Regions from separate parts of the Mus musculus genome. Here regions 1, 2, 3, 4 and 5 are each linked to region 6. Evidence: chromatin contacts called from public promoter capture Hi-C data. All regions are on one chromosome and are shown on one strand. Each heading gives the region's core, a stretch centred on a gene start, on an enhancer-like site or on the middle of the called end of the contact. The rest is flanking DNA. Distances are from core to core; before and after follow the strand shown.

What was found. Promoter capture Hi-C pulls out the DNA fragments that hold promoters and counts their contacts.
Region 1: a promoter capture Hi-C map of liver shows a contact between it and region 6, with 3 times the contacts expected there. The contact joins the enhancer-like site here to the promoter of Exo5 in region 6. A contact is called at or near these places in 4 of 39 promoter capture datasets (the 3T3-L1 cell line, cranial neural crest, hippocampal neurons and 1 more) and 1 of 9 other capture datasets (liver).
Region 2: a contact with region 6 is called in a promoter capture Hi-C map of pre-B cells. The contact joins the promoter of Trit1 here to the promoter of Exo5 in region 6. A contact is called at or near these places in 11 of 39 promoter capture datasets (3T3-L1-derived adipocytes, the HPC-7 cell line, cranial neural crest and 7 more), 2 of 484 Hi-C or Micro-C datasets (B cells and cranial neural crest) and 3 of 115 datasets of contacts at active chromatin or transcription factors (all in embryonic stem cells).
Region 3: a contact with region 6 is called in a promoter capture Hi-C map of liver, with 7 times the contacts expected there. The contact joins the promoter of Pabpc4 here to the promoter of Exo5 in region 6. A contact is called at or near these places in 6 of 39 promoter capture datasets (the C10 cell line, cranial neural crest, hippocampal neurons and 3 more).
Region 4: a promoter capture Hi-C map of pre-B cells shows a contact between it and region 6, with 5 times the contacts expected there. The contact joins the promoter of Mycl here to the promoter of Exo5 in region 6. A contact is called at or near these places in 10 of 39 promoter capture datasets (the 3T3-L1 cell line, 3T3-L1-derived adipocytes, cranial neural crest and 6 more) and 7 of 115 datasets of contacts at active chromatin or transcription factors (acute myeloid leukemia, embryonic stem cells, forebrain and 1 more).
Region 5: a promoter capture Hi-C map of stem cell-derived epiblast-like cells shows a contact between it and region 6, with 8 times the contacts expected there. The contact joins the promoter of Mfsd2a here to the promoter of Exo5 in region 6. A contact is called at or near these places in 10 of 39 promoter capture datasets (the HPC-7 cell line, cranial neural crest, embryonic stem cells and 6 more), 1 of 15 datasets of contacts at CTCF or cohesin (large pre-B cells), 1 of 484 Hi-C or Micro-C datasets (B cells), 3 of 115 datasets of contacts at active chromatin or transcription factors (astrocytes, embryonic stem cells and large pre-B cells) and 2 of 9 other capture datasets (embryonic stem cells and liver).

The regions. Positions count from the first base shown.
Region 1 is chr4:123,045,152-123,047,851 of GRCm38.p6, forward strand. It overlaps Trit1 (tRNA isopentenyltransferase 1), which reads left to right. Exons shown (of 11, transcript NM_025873.3): 5 at 1,724-1,866. Among named protein-coding and RNA genes, the nearest start is that of Trit1, 30 kb to the left of the region's middle. Within about 2 kb of position 1,355, at least 43 of the 459 cell types and tissues checked have an H3K27ac peak or open chromatin away from gene starts, as enhancers often do. A contact at or near this core is called in liver, where this site is marked.
Region 2 is chr4:123,015,198-123,017,897 of GRCm38.p6, forward strand. It overlaps Trit1 (tRNA isopentenyltransferase 1), which reads left to right and starts at 1,396. Exons shown (of 11, transcript NM_025873.3): 1 at 1,396-1,586. The coding sequence starts at 1,413.
Region 3 is chr4:123,281,424-123,284,395 of GRCm38.p6, forward strand. It overlaps Pabpc4 (poly(A) binding protein, cytoplasmic 4), which reads left to right and starts at 1,488. Exons shown (of 15, transcript NM_130881.3): 1 at 1,488-2,384. The coding sequence starts at 2,192.
Region 4 is chr4:122,994,658-122,997,464 of GRCm38.p6, forward strand. Mycl (v-myc avian myelocytomatosis viral oncogene lung carcinoma derived) reads left to right here and starts at 1,274. Exons shown (of 3, transcript NM_001303121.1): 1 at 1,274-1,493; 2 at 1,857-2,361. The coding sequence starts at 1,413.
Region 5 is chr4:122,959,744-122,962,756 of GRCm38.p6, forward strand. It overlaps Mfsd2a (major facilitator superfamily domain containing 2A), which reads right to left and starts at 1,445. Exons shown (of 14, transcript NM_029662.2): 1 at 1,198-1,445. The coding sequence starts at 1,290.
Region 6 is chr4:120,923,523-120,926,462 of GRCm38.p6, forward strand. It overlaps Exo5 (exonuclease 5), which reads right to left and starts at 1,483. Exons shown (of 2, transcript NM_028457.2): 1 at 989-1,483.

The DNA of each region.
Region 1 (2,700 bases), core at 105-2,604, 2.1 Mb after region 6:
TTGTTTCTCTGCAGCGTTGGGAGTGGCTCCCGTGGCTGGCACAGGAGACCATCTAAGGAAGGATTTAGTGGGTGCTAGCTACACACATCACTTGCTATGGTAACAGTGGTGTCGGGGCTTAGAAAGTGTTCTTCTCTAAAGATTTGCTAAGACCAGTGTTTCTTAATACTTTTCCATTATTCCACCTTAGAAGAGCCATTTAAGAGTGTCCCCACCCCACTGTGATCTCTTCCAATGAAACTTTACATTAAAGGAGAAAGGTTTTCCACACAGAGGTTTCCTTGGAGGGCTACGTTCTGACCTTCACCTCACGAAGGTGCTGTCACCCTGGTGAGAAGGATGTTCTAGGGAAATGCAGTTTGTACTTAGGCATACTTTTTTTTTTTTTCCTGTTGTTGAGTCAAGATCTCATGTAGTCCTGACTGCCTTAGCTGAGGGCGGCCCTGAATTCCTAGTCTTCTCTTTTCTGTATCAGCAGTGTTTGGAATCTGGCATTTATCTCCATGCCCAACTCGACACATTTTATTTCAATCCAAACCTTTCCTTTTTTTTTTTTTTTAAGCTCAGGAACATTGTAGTGAACACTCCATTGACAGTTCTGCATGCTGTGATTTATTTATTTATTTATTTATTTATTTATTTATTTATTTATTTTTAGAGTCTGTCTTTAGTTTTCTCTGCTTTCCTGATCAGATCTTTCTTTCTCTTTAGTTTTTTGAGACTGGGTTTCTCTGGCTGTCCTGGAACTTATTCTGTAAACCAGGCCTTGTACTCAGATCCACCTGCCTCTGCCTCTCAAGTGCTGGGGTTAAAGGCGTGCGCCACCACCACCTGGTTCATATTTTTATTTTTTATGCTGCTTGAGAACTGTGCCTTAAGAAGAATCACTAAGTTCCAAGCAAGAACTCTAGGGTCTATCCTGTCAGAAAGATGGAGAACTTTTATCATAGCTCTTTTGGGTGGAGTCTGTAGACTTCTTTCCATAAGTAGGTGAGGTACTGTTAGGTTTTTTTTCTTATAGATGTTCTTTGAGTGACCATGGTTATTGAACAAAAAGGGGTTTCCCTCTAGTGTTGGGTTTTCAGGAAACAAAAGTAGGTCAGGAAGGGAAAGGTTGCCTTCCAGCTGATAAGTTGCAGCCATCCAAGTGAGACTGTGGCTTTGGGAGCTCAGTTACCTGCTGCTGTAATACAGCAGACTGCACACAGACATGGACAGCAGCTTAATTATGAGTGTGTGGGCTCACTCTTTGATAGCCTCTGTTCCAGGAGAGTGTAGTGGATTAGCCAGTGTTCTTGATTACTGCGAGCCATAGCTAAAGAGAAAGTGGCCGAGCTGGATGTGCAGCATGCTTGGCACTGTGGGAAAGGCACTCCAGCGAGACCAGACTTGTTGGCTTGTACAGAGTGTCCCAAACAAGCTTGTACTGCTCACTTGAAAGTAAGTCTCCTTCTGTTTGTACAGAAGAAACCTGTTATTTCTGAACTCCTTTAACTAATTCTAGAATGTGTTTTTAAAAGAACAGTGTTATTTCTCACCCAGAGTTTAGGTGCCTTTCTGAATAGCTCTGGGATTAGAGTAAAGCCGGAGCTTCGTGCTTTGGGAATTTATGCATGAAGTTGAAAAATGAAGCTTTCTTCGAGACAGTCTTTCTCTTTATTCTAGTTGAGAATGAATATTCCTAATGGGTTCCCCACTCCACCCCCTTTTTTAAACAACGTAGGAGCTTGCAAGTGTTTGAAGAAACAGGAATCTCTCACAGTGAATTCCTTCATCGTCAGCACGCAGAGGAAGGCGGTGGTCCTCTTGGAGGCCCTCTCAGGTTCCCTAACCCATGCATCCTCTGGCTCCATGCTGACCAGGCAGGTAAATGCTTCGGTCCAGAGTCTGTCTGAGACAAAACGGAGAATACTAGGGTTTTATGTGTCAAGTGCTTCGAACCACTGGTGGCTGACACTGAGCACTAGTGTGAGCTCCCAAGTTTACTGTGTCAGCCACCACACCTTGCCTTAGACCCCATGTAGTGCTTCCTTAGTGATTCAGGAAAGAAGGGAAGGAGAATACTGGTTCTCAGATAACCAGCGTAGGGTAGGATGAAATGTGCAGACTAAAGAGAGACTGCTGCTGAGAAGGTTGAAAGGACAGAGGGAGGGAGGTTTCCTGTCGGACCTCATGGTTGGCTGCTGGTAGGATCTCTCATTAGGCCTGAGAAATGGGTGTGGCAACTGGCTAGCTAACCTGATAGCATTTGTTGCTAAAGTATCCTGATGCCCTGTGCTGGGGACTGTTTCACCCAGAAAGGCATCCAGTGAGCACCCAGTGGTGAATGGCCCAGTCTTGAAGACGTCGTTTTACCTTACGATGCTTGCTCACTGTCTCCTAATTTTGTTAGTTCTTTTTTTTTAAAGATTTGTTCATTTTATTTATGAGTCCACTGTAGCTGTCTTCAGACACACCAGAAGAGGGCATCAGATCCCATTATAGGTGGTTGTGAGCCACCATGTGGTTGCTGGGATTTGAACTCAGGACCTCTGGAAAAGCAGTCAGTGCTCTTAACTGCTGAGCCAGCTCTCTGCCTGCTCTGTGAATTCTTAAGGCCAATTAGTTTGCCACTCTGTATTCCAACTCTTCAGTAAAATAGAATTGATAGTAATAGTATTTATCTCAAAGTGCTGATTAAGAATTCAATAGAGTAATATT
Region 2 (2,700 bases), core at 146-2,645, 2.1 Mb after region 6:
GTTAGCAGAAGGGGTATTTAAGCATCTTTACACGTTATTGAAAGATTCTCTGCCCTTAGGCTTTTGCTCTTACTTATTTAGGGAGGCAGATGGGATTGTACAATTATAATAACACAAACTGTTTAACAAATGGTGGTTGTTATGTGCCAGTGCATTTGAAGCAAGCACTTTCCAGACATTATTTCACCTTTTCCTTATGGCAATCCTTGGAAGAATGGAAAGATAAAATTGCTGAGGTTAAGAGGTGAAGTAAGGGTCTGAAGTGTGCTCAGCTCAGTGCTAGAGTGTATATTCAGCACCCAGGGGGGGCCTGGGTTCAGTCTTCAGACAAAGAGAAAAAAAAATGCTGCTAATGGAATTAATTCTGATGAGAATTAATCAGCTCTCAGCTGATAAGTCTGAGAGCTGGAATTTGAATCTAGGTTCATCGGGTTCCATAACCATTCTTTCTTAATTTTAAACTTCAGTGTGTGTGGTGTGTGTGTGTGTGTGTGTGTGTGTGTGTGTGTGTGTGTGTGTACAGAGGTCAGCATCAGCTCTCTCCTTCCACATGCGGATCCTGGAGATTGAACTCAGGTCATCAGATCTGGCTGCCAGCAACTTTACATGTTAAACCATCTCTCTGGATTCTTAAAGCCATTTCTCAAAGTGGTGTGTGGAATCTTGAAGTCTGGCCATCCTTGATTCTGATTTTTCTTTCCCTCACTTGTATCTGCTTTACCCTTTGATTTTCTTCTGCTTCCTCTTCTAATTTTTGGGTTGTCATTCACTTGCTTGTTCTTTTGCTTTTAAGCCTATCTCTTGACTGCTTTATGCCAACGCAGAGCTTTGTCCTGCTTTCTGATTGTGTCTAAATGAGTGTGGAATTCAAACATTAGAGCCATGCTCTTGACTGAGAATTGGACAGATCTGATTTTGAAGAATGACTGAGAATCGGACACTCTCTGAGCTTATTAAATCCAACGCTAAGGTAGGCAAGTCGTTTCTCTGTCCATTTAATCATTGGTGGGTGCCTGTGCTAGGCACAGGAGACTCAGCAATGAACTAGTCAGAATGTGCTTCTTGTCTTTGTGAAATTAACAGCCTGTGGTAGAACTCAGACAATAAACCAGAGGCCAGTTATACAGTTTTATTCTTGAATTAATGCTATGAGGAAAAAGAATTGGGTGCCTGGACGCAATGTAGACAGAAATATTTTAGATGGGCTGCCATCTCTCCTTTGAGAAAGCAAGTCGGTGGGCTAATCTCAGCTAGTCGAAGGCAGTTACGTCATGGGCCTCCTAAGCTTGGTACCTTTGTCCCACAGTTTCCTCCTTTCCACCCTCCCCGCGTTCTGAGCCGGAGATCCGCGCCGGCGCACTGACTGTTGCCATGGGGACAGCTGCTTCGGCGCATGCTCAGATGCCTTCAAGATGGCGGCTGCGGCTGCTGCACGAGCAGTTCCTGTGAGCTCTGGATTCCGAGGCCTGCGGCGAACACTGCCACTTGTAGTGATTCTCGGGGCTACTGGGACTGGCAAGTCCACCCTGGCTCTGCAGTTAGGCCAGCGGCTCGGCGGCGAGATCGTCAGCGCCGACTCCATGCAGGTATGGCAGCGTGCTTGGCCCGGGGGCCTGGGAACCCTGGAGGTCGCGTGCGGGCCTCTGGACTAGGGGACACCCTGTCGCGTGGCTGTAGTGGGTGAACCTCGAGGCGTATGGGGATCCAGATGAAAGGAACCCACACCTGCTAGGTACCCATTCCAATGGCAGACAGTGTCCATTGTGTCCTGTGATCGCTAAGTAACTTCTCAGGCCATTACTCTTTCGTAGATAGTACCAACAGTTTCATTTATGGATAAAAATGTTGGGGGCTGGGGAGGTGAAGTGACCTTGTGCGTGGCACATTGCAAATAAATGGAGGAGAGATAGTGGAACGTTTAAGGTTGACATCCGGTGAATTTCAGTAAGTTAATTATTCCCAAATTTTGCCATAATTCTAATTCTAGCCCAAGGTAAGTCAGATGCCACCTGTGAGTGTCTTCTTGGGCACTAGAGCAGTCAGAGGCAGCCACTGGCTTCGTGACTTCAGATCAACAGTGCCCTTTACTTGAATATTATATTTGTAAAGTGGAGGAAATGTCATTTGCCCCACAATCACAAGGCTAAAGTATTTAATAAGTGAGACATTGGAGTGTTACAGTGGAGAGAGGGAGGCCAGCTCGAAGGTCAGACATTGTGGTAAATATTGGCTGAACCTGAGGGCTTTTTTGTTTATTTGTTTTTGTTTTTTAATCCTTTTGTCCTCTTTGCGAGAGGACTTTCGGGGATGTAGGAGCATTTGAGCTAGAGAGTAGGTGACATTTTGGGTGAATGTGAGAAGAATTACAACAGCTGTTAGGCATGTTCAAAGGTGTCGAACATATACAACCAGTCGCAGAACTCATGGTTAGTAACCTAAAATTAGTAATTAATTCTTTGCCCCACTTTACCTCATAAGGCTCCTGACATTGTTTCTACCCTCATAATTTATTTTTCCATGATAAGATCATCAGCTTATACTAAAAGGTAAGGTAATGTAACAAATAGTTGTTTGCAGCCTGCTTTGTGCCAGCTTAGGGAGATAAAGAGTTTAGCTTGAACTGAATCTCAGCCAGATTTTTTTTCCCCCAACTTTTTGCTACATGAACAAAGATACCTTTGTTCCTTTGCTAAAATAGGA
Region 3 (2,972 bases), core at 238-2,737, 2.4 Mb after region 6:
TGTATAGCCCTGGCTGTCCTGGAGCTCAGAAATCCACCTGCCTCTACCTCCCGAGTGCTGGGACTAAAGGCGTGCGCCACCACGCCCGGCTTTTTTTTTTTTTTTTTTAAAAGACCGGTCTCACTATGTAGCCCTGGCTGGCTTGGAACTTGCAATATCCATTTGGTTGGTCACAAATACTCAGGGGGGATCGGTCTCCCAAGTGCTGAGACTAAAGGTGTGAGTCACTACACCTAGCAAGGCTTCTTTATTTAATATAGTCACCAGAAATTATTCTCAGAGGTAAGGAGGGACTCTTACTTGTATACCATGGTAACCATGGCAACCATGGCATCTGCTGGGGGGGGAGCTCTGATTAGCCATTTATTGGAATGAATTGATTGATTAAATACTTATATTTCCTCAATTGTTTGCTTCAACCAGTAGACGAGTATCTGTCTAGCTTTTGCTAATTTCTGGTTTGAGTGAATATAAGGATAGAAAAAAAAATGGTCCCTGGCACTTATGGAGTAAGGAAATACTGCTATAACTCCACATATTTAGTCTCATGAGATAACATGATCTTCAAATGGTCAGTGAAACCTTCATTTGGGTAAAAAGTCAATGATTACCCTTCATCATCTAAGCGTAAACTCTTAACTAGCGTTTACATAGTAACAAAAACATTGTTTCACATGCACAGATGCATTCTCTTTGTGTTGTGCCATGAGTCGCCACGAGATGCCTTGTAAGGACATCACTAGAGATAGCTCCCTTATACAAGAACCATGAGCCCAAATACACCTTTCTTCTCCTCTTCTCCTTTTGCACAAACTAAGCTGTAGGCGTGCCACCAGAACAAAACAGGAGCGGACAGTCACGTTTTGTTTTATAAAAGCTTTGGCAAGATTTGTTCATCTTTTCAAAAACAGTCTCATCACCTAAGATACCACCACCATTTCTAATGACCTCCAAAATCCAACCTCAAGGTTATATGTTCTTAAAACTTTCGTATGTCTTACGTATTCAGCTCAACCATGTATTGGGCCACCTAGTAGCTGTACTTTAGCATCCCTTTGTGTAGATTTGGGCATTTCATGGATGTTTTAAACATTATACCTGCGTGTGGGTCTTGGGGAGGACATGACTCAATCCATACACTGCAGAAAGAGAATCATACAGGTGCGTGCTGCTGGTCCTCCAAACGCAAGGGGACGCTGTGACACCTTGCGGGCGGCTCCAGGTCACTCTGGTGTGACTGCCCCGCCTTGGGCCCCCGGGGCAGAGTGGGCGGGCACGACTGCGCCCAGGTCTCGAGGCGCCCTTCGACCAGCAGCGCCCGGGGCGGGAGGGTATAAATGGAGCGGTGGCGGCTCCAGCCGCCTCTCTCCGCCCCGGGTCGCAGCCATCAGTGTTGCGTTTGGGCTCAGCACGCCTGAAGCAGAAAAAAGAAAAAGCTTAAAAAAAACACAAAAGCCTCAAAAACCTTAAAAAAAAAAAAAAGAAAAGAAAAGAAGAGGAAAAAAAAAAGCAAAAGGGAAAAAAAGAAGAAAAAGAACCAGACAGCGACTTGTGCTGGGAGCCCGTGGGGAAGTGACTTTCACAGCTTCCGGCCTGCCTGTCCGTCAGCGTCTGTCTGTCCGTCCGGTGGTGAGCCATCCCCCTCGGCCCGGCCCGCCCCTGCACGCCTCTGCGCCGCGTGGCAGCCCCGCGCCCCGGCTGGCCGCACCACGTGTCCGCACTGCCCTTCGCCGGCACCCGCAAAGATTTGGTTTCCCCCTTCCTGGGCTGCTGTAACTGTAAACCGCCGGGAGTCCGGGGCCTATATTTATCACGAAACGCGTGTTCCCAAGGCGGCCGTGAGCGCAGCATCTGATTGCCTCTTGAAAATTTTTTGCCCCCTTTACGAGGGGATTTCCTACTTTAATTTTTATTTTTTAAGCCTCAAGCCAGGACAGCTGGAGAGTACAAACTCCAGGAGCGGGCCATATTGTTTTTGAGAGCCTTTTGTCTTGGGGCTTTTGCAGTCCCGTGCAAGTCGTCCCGCACACGGGTCCCGGCTCGGAGCCTCCCTGCTCCAGCCTTCTCCGGCGTCGCTGGTGCCACCTGTGCGCTGCGGCGCGTGCCATAGCTCCTCGGAGCCCCTTTTGTCCTGCAGTAGGCCTTGTTAGAAGTCCTCCTGGCGGGGCTCGGGGTCGTGGGGGGTGGGGAGATGAACGCTGCAGCCAGCAGCTACCCCATGGCCTCCTTATACGTGGGCGATTTGCACTCGGACGTCACCGAAGCCATGCTGTATGAAAAGTTTAGCCCTGCGGGGCCTGTGCTGTCCATCCGGGTCTGTCGCGATATGATCACCCGGCGCTCTCTGGGTTATGCCTACGTCAACTTCCAGCAGCCAGCTGACGGTGAGTAGTAGCGGTGTGCACACATTCGGGAGATTCCTGGGGACCTTGGGAATCCTGAAGGCGGAGGCCAAACTGCCAGGACCGGGGAACATAACAGCATGTTGCCTGAGAAGCCTTGGGTGGAAGCAAAATGAGCCAGGCATGTGGTCATGACCCTGGCTTCAGTCTCCCACCACTTGCTAACCTGATGACCTTGGGCTACTGGGTGGGGGTGGGGTAGAGCAGGGGTTGGAACCCAAGGAGATTTGTGTAATTCGGGATCCGAATAAAGGGACTTGGGTATTCTAGTGTGTCTAGCCCCACTCAGGTAGAAGTGGGTCTGGCACTCAGTGCATTGAAATGACACCTGAAAGTGTAGGTTGCAAAACTGGGGGCTCTAACCTGAACTGACTGACTTGGGATGGCTTTAGGGCAGTGGAAAGCAAGGAGAGCAGTTTCATCCAGTTGCCTTGAGGGGAGTTGCTAGTGTCAAGCTGTTTCTACCAGGCTCTCTTTTGGGGACTTGCTCAACTGCATGGAGCTCGAAGGATGTAGAGGAGTGTACCCAGGAAGTCTAGGAAGGTGTCACATGGAATGTACTGGGCAGTT
Region 4 (2,807 bases), core at 24-2,523, 2.1 Mb after region 6:
GAGTCACACACACCCCCTGTCTTCTCACCCAACTCGTGGGTCATCTCACACCTCCCTGGCCCAAAACAACGGGACGTGTTTATCCTTCTGGCTTCAGTCTGTTAGGATGGCAACAGCCTGTAGTTCTGAGTAGTTAGACAAAAAGAGTAGGAGGAAGAGAAGGATGGCAGACAACCAGACACCAGACCTTGATGCCAGGTGTAGGATTCTAGATGAATTGGCTGCTATCCTAAGTTACCTTCCTTGGACCTAAATTAGTTAGTCTTTTCCTTTCTCAGAAGGTAGCCTGTTTATGATAACACAAAGGAAATATATATATATCTCCATCGTCTCGGCCAGGGATGTCATGCAAAACTTCAAACACTTTGATCCCACAGCTAGGAAGCACAAAACAGGGGCCTGAATGAAGTTTCCACACCCCTACACTCCTATCTCTAAAACAGCCGTTAGGAGAGTTTTGTGTGGAGGATGAATTCTGGGAGGCAGGGCTGTGAAGGAAGGGTCAAGTGTCAGCTATGACCTGGGGGATGACAGAGGTCTCACTACCCTCCCCAGGGATAAAGCTGCTGTTGTTCGAATTCTCTCATGTCCTTTCCTAAGGTGCTCTATCTTTTTAGTAAACAAATTCAGCCCGGCGATCCTGTGAAGTCATTACCATTCCTTCATTTCACAAGTAAAATTGGGGCTCCGAGGGATTATATATACTGCAGGCTTTCTAGCTCGGAATCTTCACTGCTATTCAAGGTTTAAGCCACTGAGCTAAAGAATGGGCTAATGGTTACTGAAGCAATGGGTTGAAGAAGCCTGGGTTCAGGGCCGAGGGCCACCAGGTGGCGCGGTGGAGGTGCAGTGTGTGCCCCACCATCACCACCACCACCTCCTCTGTCATGGGTGGGACGCACCTGAACCTGGTGGGGCGCGCCCCGGGAAGTAGACTAGCAGGGTGGGGCAGGGAGCAGCTCTAGTCCTTGGCTCTGAGTAGGCGCGGAGCGCCGCTTTAGTTAAGTCGCTTGGACCGCGGGAGCCTCTCGAACAGTCACGCCTCCACCAGGAGACTGCGGGGCTGCATCAGCTCTTCTGCTCTGCGCTCCCCAGCGTACAATTTATTAGGGAGCTTCAAGGGATAGAATAGAAACGACCAGTTCAGCCAGGAGGTGGGGCCGGCCCCACCTGTCGCCAGCGGAGAGAGGGGCGGGAGGGGGAGGGGCTTGTCTCCTAGGGACCACCCCCCCTCCTGGTCCCCAAGCCCCGGGCACGCGACGAGATATAAAGCAGTCGGGAAACAATGCGCCTGCAGATCGCGCTCCCGCGTCGATCCCGGGAGCGTCCTGGCTGCCGTGTGCGAGCGAGGCGGGGGGCGCGCGCACGGGGGGCGCGCTCGTGAGTGCGGGGCCGCGCGCTCGGTGGCGCGCATGTGTGTGTGTGCGGGCTGCCGGGCTTCCCCGAGCCGGCGGGGAGCCGCTCCGCTCCAGGTGGCGGGCGGCGGGAGCGAGGTGAGGCTGCGGGTGGCCCGGGCAGGGGTCCCCAGGGGACTGGCGGGCTGCAAGGCTGCAGACTGCCTTCGAGACAGCGCGCCCCCGCCCGGCCCTGCTGTGCCCCCGGAGCTGAGCTCCGGGCGGTGCTGGCAAAGTTTGCTTTGAACTCGCTCCCCTCAGCCTGGTCGGCCCGTTGCGAGCTGCCCTGAGCGAGCTGACCCCAGGCCAGGCTTCCCAGGAGCAGGGACCAGGGCGCGGGCTGCAAGCTGGTGGGCCTGGGGAGAGACCAGAGCCCCGCAGCCAGCTGCAGCGAGGGACTCGGAGCCGCCTCTTCCCTCGGCGGGCACCGCAGTCAGCTCGTCTCCCCCTTCCCTCCCGCAGGGAGCGGACATGGACTTCGACTCGTATCAGCACTATTTCTACGACTATGACTGCGGAGAGGATTTCTACCGCTCCACGGCGCCCAGCGAGGACATCTGGAAGAAATTCGAGCTGGTGCCGTCGCCCCCCACGTCGCCGCCCTGGGGCTCCGGTCCCGGCGCCGTGGACCCAGCCTCTGGGATTAATCCCGGGGAGCCGTGGCCTGGAGGGGGTGCCGGGGACGAGGCGGAATCTCGGGGCCATTCGAAAGCCTGGGGCAGGAATTATGCTTCCATCATTCGCCGTGACTGCATGTGGAGCGGCTTCTCCGCCCGAGAACGGCTGGAGAGAGTGGTGAGCGACAGGCTGGCCCCAGGCGCGCCCCGGGGGAACCCGCCCAAAGCGCCCGCTACCCCGGACGGCACTCCTAGTCTGGAAGCCAGTAACCCGGCGCCCGCCACCCAATGTCAGCTGGGCGAGCCCAAGACTCAGGCCTGCTCCGGGTCCGAGAGCCCCAGCGATTCTGGTAAGGACCACCCGGGGGCTAGCTAAGAGGGAGGCACCCCTTGGGTGGCCAGAGCTCTATCTACCGCTGTTTGAAATCAGGCATTAGATCTTAAACCTTCCCATCACCTCCCCATTTTCTGACTGAAGCTGTCGGTGTAGCCCCCAGCTGTGTCTGTCTGGCACGTGGGTGTGTTGGTAAACAGTTTGGAGAAGTGGGGAGGGAGCCAGCGTCCCTCTGATGGTGATTGGAGCCCCAGGGGACCAGGGCGACTTGGTGAGGGTTGGCGCTTAGAGAGGACAATACTCGGGTTGGACTGTAGGGGATTTCTGTCCTTGGGAGGTTGAAAGGGTTCCCTTAAGAGTCACTCCAAGCTTGAAGCTTTTTTGTTGCTGCCTCTTTCCCTGGGAAACTCACACTTCCCTAAGGGAGAAAAGACTGAGATACCTTTTGAGCAGAACCAAAAG
Region 5 (3,013 bases), core at 195-2,694, 2.0 Mb after region 6:
CCAGGGATACAAAGAGAAACCTGTCTCAAATAAGTAAGAAAATAAATGAATAAATAAATAAATAAATAAATAAAATCTTCTCCCAGGCCCTCAGCTCCTTTCCAAGTTACCCAGAAAGAGCATGCGGTAGCAATGGGCCTGTCCCTACCTGGCACTAGCTGCCACAACCTGAAAATCCTCTTGCTGCCAAAAGTTCCCTGAGCCCAGCCCAGGCTCCCTCCCTGACGCCCCGCAGCAGCTAGGATCCACCTGCGTCCTGGATGAGTGCACCAGAAGGGGGGGGGGCGCCCAGCCCGCTGCATCCTCAGCTGTTCTTTCAATCTGTCCCAAAGTTCCCGGGCCCCTGTAGGGAGTCTTCAGCTCCAGGCAAACCCTTGAGCAGTCCTACCATCCATCTGCCTAACACGCACCCTTTCCAGCTCCTAGGGGACCTTGGAGAGGGGTAAAAAGGGCTCCAGGTGCAGGGCTCAGCCCTCTCCGGGTGGAGCACTAGGGGAGGCTGAGGTTGCCCAGGGAAAGTAGAGATTACTCATACATGGTAACAGCATAATTGCTTACTCGTTTCTTCCAAGAACAGTTAATAAAATTAAAAGGAAAAGTTAAGCACCTCCCAATTAGCTATATTGTGAGAGATTCCTTTCCTGGGGCCGCATGGTTTCATGGTGTGGTTAAATAGATCCAAAGAGTTAGAACGGATCGGAGAGAGAGGATGTCGAGACACGCGGAGCTCTGTGCATGTGAACCCTCAGTCACACAAACGCTTTCGGTATGCGGCTCCTTTAAGAGCAAAGCCCTTGTTCTTATGAATGAACTTGAGTGGCCCTCCTCAGAGTTAAAGCACGAGAGTGGGGGGTGGTGAGAGATGGAGAACCAAAGGGACTCTCAGACTTCTGGGGTCTCTTCAGGTCTAGGGAGAGAAACTAGTGTGGCTCAGCACAGTAGAACCTAGAGCGCTGGGGAGAGCCCCACGCCGCGTAGAGTTGCCGGCGCCTCTCTTGGCGCAAACCCATTGTAGGGGTGTGCAAAGGGGCTTCAGACTTTCTCCATCACTCCCGGTCCCAGAGCACTCCTTGCTTTTTTCAAGCTTCGCTGTACCCTGTTACCGCCAAGTGTCCCAAGGCCAGACCTAGTCTCCGACGCCCCTATACCCACATCCCGGCCGGCCCACCACCCCTTGCCCTCCTCTCGGGACCTCACCTTCACCTGGACCGGCCGTTCACTGGCTTGGAGGATGCTGGTGGGGAGCAGCCCCGCCGCGGAACCGCTCTCGGCGCCTTCTCCTTTGGCCATGACCCGCGGGCCACGCCGCGTGGGACCGGGACGCCGGGATGCTCTTGTGTTCTGCCGGCCGGCACTCGCCTGTGGCTCCGATCCTAGGCGCAGCCCCAGCCACTACTACGTTCGCTAGCACTTAGCAAACCAGGAACGCCGGCGATGAAAACTCCCTAGCACGTCCCCTCCGCGCCTCTTAAAGGTTCGGGCCTGCGCCTCCAGCCAATCCCTGCACGCGCCTGCCCATCTCGGCTGGCGGAGCCTCGCTGCTCAGCCACGTTCTCAAAGCCGGCAACCCACACCGCGTGCTCCTAACTACCTAAGCAAAGCTGAGAAACCCACCTGACTCGCCCGAGGAAACTGAAGTCCCAGGCTGAAAGTGACCTGTCCGAGGTCCCCCAGAGTGAGTTTTCCCTGAGTAGAGCCTGTGGCCCTTGACTTCTGAATCCCCATCAGCTCCTTTTAAAATCCGGAGTCAGGTGGCTTCTCCCCTCCCCCAAACCTGAGGCCATGGGCTGTAACTTTCATTATCAATGTCCCTCGTGTCTCAAGATCGACAATTTCCTCTTCCTCCCTTTGAAAAGTAGGGGCCTTTTTCAATGGGACAGAAAAATTACCAAGTCCAGTGGCTACCGCTTCCAGGCAGGGGAACTCGCAAGTTCTAAGAAGGAGCCATGGCCACAGCAGCCGTTTATGGGTAGCTTTCTAACAGGCTTAACATGACCTCACTGGGTGCTTATGAACGCCATCTGAGGGTGGTACTATTATTATCCCCATTTTACAACCCAGGAAAGGGGGACACAAGAAGAACAGCTGTTGCGACACAGACAGGCCAGAAAGGTTTTGTCCAGTTCCAAAGTCTTTACTCATAACTCTCCTGCTCTGCCCCTCAGCATAAATTACAGAAGGCTGAGCTATGTCTGTGCTCCCAGACAGGAAGCCCTGGGAGATACAAGACGCCAGCAGCCCTCTGTGTCGAAAAGAAAAGAAAAGAAAAGAAAAGAAAAGAAAAGAAAAGAAAAGAAAAGAAAAGAAAAGAAAAGAAAAGAGAGAAGAGAAAAGAAAAGCTTTGAGAAAGAGCATGCAGAGGAATGTGGTCCTTGAAAGAAGGGAGGACCGTCATCATCTAAACAGAGGCCAGGCATAGGTGCCAGCAGAGAACGGTCTTTGCTGCCTTTCCTTCCACCTCTGCTAATGGCACTCCAGCCTTCACAGATCCCCAGGAGCCTGGGTCAAGTCCAGCTCTCCCTCTTCAGTGAAGTTACTGCTTAGACTCTCAGAGACCGCTCACACAGGACCTGTGTTTCTCAGTGTCAAGCTTTTTTTTTTTCCCCTCCTCTTAGTTCAGATTGCAGGGAAGAGCTATTGAGATCTGACTCCTCCACAATGGCCACAGCACCCTTGTGTGCCCTGGCACATCACTGTCCAGAAACAAGCCAAGGGAAATAGTGAAGACTGTAAGAAGGCCTGTTGTCCCCACTGTCACACTGCCCTCTCTCTCTTCCATACTATAGGAGGGAAGCTATGGAGTCCTGTACAGTCTCTTCCAGCCCTAAATTCTTCACTCCTTTGAATGGCAGCATTCCAGAAGTGATCTGAATAACCGAGCCAGATTATGCCCTCCTTGAAAATAAGAACTCTATCTCTTTCACTCCCATATCCCACTAAATCACAGTGAGTGTGAGCTGAAGCACCAGAGGAGCCAGCCCATTCAGAAAAACCCCAGGCACCTCCATGGACG
Region 6 (2,940 bases), core at 233-2,732:
GAGAGAGAGAGAGAGAGAGAGAGAGAGAGAGAGAGAGAGAGACAGGTTTTGTGTGTGTAGCTCTGGCTGTCCTAGAACTTATTCTCAAGCTGCTGAGATTAAAGGCTATACCACCACTGCCTGGCAGACTTTTGACTTCTTTTTTTTTTTATTTTTTTTTTTTATTTTTAAAGATTTATTTATTTATTTATTATATATAAGTACACTGTAGCTGTCTTCAGACACACCAGAAGAGGGCATCAGATCTCATTACAGATGGTTGTGAGCCACCATGTGGTTGCTGGGATTTGAACTCCGGACCTCTAAAAGAGCAGTCAGTGCTCTTAACCTCTGAGCCATCTCTCCAGCCCCCTTGACTTCTTAAAGATATAGAAATATCTACTAATATTCATATTAAATATTTTATATATGAATATATGTTTTAAAAGTTTTAAAACAGATAAAGCTGAAAATTATTAGGTGAAAAATTAAATGAGATAGATGTTCAGAAAATACCAGATCGGCATCAAGAGTCTAGGGATCCTGAAGATACAGATTTTGAATCTAATCTTGAAACGTCCAGTAGAATTTGCTGGTATGCTATTTGTTTGTTTGTTTCTTTCTTTCTTTATTTTCTGGTTTTTCGAGACAGGGTTTCTCTGTGTAGCCCTGGCTGTCCTGGAACTCACTCTAGACCAGGCTGGCCTCGAACTCAGAAATCCGCCTGCCTCTGCCTCCTGAGTGCTGGGATTAAAGGCGTGCACCACCACGCCCGGTTCTGCTATTTGTTTCTTGAATAATCTTGGGCACATTTCAAAAATTCTCTGATGAGACTGGCACATCTTTAAAATGTATACTGGTAAGCTAATCCTTCAATGCCCACAGAGCTAAAACAGTACAGATATTAACTAACACACAATAAATGTGGCTTTCCTTCCAAAGGCATTGATGGGTCTACTATGTATCTATTTGCTCTGAAAAGTTCAGGAGAGAGGCAACTCGTACTCACCTGGGCCTTAGTTGATTTCCCTCCTCACAGGGAAGAGCATGTATTAAAACGAGGGGAGATGGGGAGGCACCTTGCTATGATGGAATGTGGACTTCTGTTCTCTTCACCTGACCACTCCTTCACATTATGGTGTTTCCACTTGAGTCACACTGCTAGGGCAGCTGCGTGTCATAAATCCTCCTAACACTGGCCTCTCCAAGGGTAAGGTCTCCAGGCGGTAAGTTCTGCTCTCCAGGTTCCCAGCCGCAGCCTGAGGTCGGAGGCCCTGCCTTGCTGATGGCTTCCGGCTGCCTGCTGCTGCCTTCATCCTCTGCGTCCTGACTCGTTACAGGCCTTCCACGCAGGCAGGCGTGTGCTTTCCACTCAGCCCCCAGCCCCAGTCCCCCTGGTGTGCCCAAGCGCAAAGACTCAATCGCGGGCCCAAAATGCACAGAACAAAAACCCGAATGAGGGGCGTGCCTGAAAGGGGCAGCCCCTTAGCTCTTCACCCCTGTCCCAGAATTCCCGGCGGCGGTTGGAGGCCCGCCCCTTTTCATGTCACACCCCTCCCCACCCACCAGGCCCCTGGTTCTCGCGACACTGGGGCTGAGTGGGCGTCTGCAGTCCGCTGTATTTCCTTATCCACCAGTGCCTAGTGCAGGCTGTTACCGTCTCGTTCTCTTACGCCCGCCCGGTGAGAGGACGGTCATGGTGGTCGTCTCGCTGTCCCCAGTGCAGCTGGCCTCTGACACCCTTGGAGCCCGAATCCGGATCTTAGCACCTGACATCAGCTTTCCCAGCTTAGTGAACAATCATGAACTCAAGCTTCAAAGACGCTGGCAGTTGTCAGTGTCTTATTTTATTTTATTTATTTCTTATCCTTTTTATTGGCCTCCAATTTGGGTTACTCCTGCCTCTGCTTTTTCGGTGCTGGAATTACAAGCCATTGTGCCCTTATGCCCAGATTCTTTTTAAAGATTAAAAAAAATGTTTTGTTTTTTCCTTTATGTGTATGAATGTTTTCCCTGCATGCATGTCTGTGGTTCATATCTTCTTGGTGCCCTCGGGAGCCAGAAGAGGGCCTCAGAGTTACAGAAGGGTTGAGTCACATGGGCACAGAGAAACAAACTAAGGTCCTCTGTAAGAGCAGCTAGTGCTCTTAACCTCTGAGCCTTTGAAAAATACTTCCCAGCATCTATGGTGACCCACACCAAAAATCTCAGCGCTGGGACTCTAGACTTGAGTCTAAAGTCCAGAAGGATAAAGCCTAGCTGTTAGGTTCATTTAGTTAATTCAGTCACCAGTTTAAGGGGTTCACCAGAATCAGGGTTTTATAAAGTGTATTGTATCAGGGGGAGGATGAACAGATTCCAAACAAGGAACTTGCGTAGGAAAAAAAAAAAAAAAAAAAAGAGGAAATTTCCAAATGTGGAGTAAAACCCATGAAATACTATCTTCAATCACAGTGGGAGCAAAGATAAAAGAGAAGCACTTGTGCCCCTCCCTTTGGCAGTATGGAAGCAGTAGAACCCCCCCCCCCACCCCCCCACCCCCCCCCCCCCCCCCGCCACCCACCATTCAGAGGAGAACTTACCTCCCAGGAAGAGACTTCATAGGATCCTTACAGCTTGTCAGACCACTCTGCAGAAGACACAAGCTGAGACAACTGTGGACAGGACTGTTCCTTGATCTGCTTAGTTGTACATCCCTCTTGCTTTGTTTAAACCTAAACCACATGTCAGAACCCCAAAGACAGTCTTGGAAATCATTAGGCCTCTGTGTTTGTTCCTCTTTCCAAAGTGACCTCATCGAATAAATCCCCTTTCTTTCATTAAGGGCATATTGAAGATGAGTGGCTGAGTCTAGTCTCTTAATCCTACTAGAACCTAGTGTTAGGCCCTAAGAGAATCCAGTAATAAGAATGGATATTTGGGGACCATAACATCTTTATGACAAAACCAAAGTATATTTGG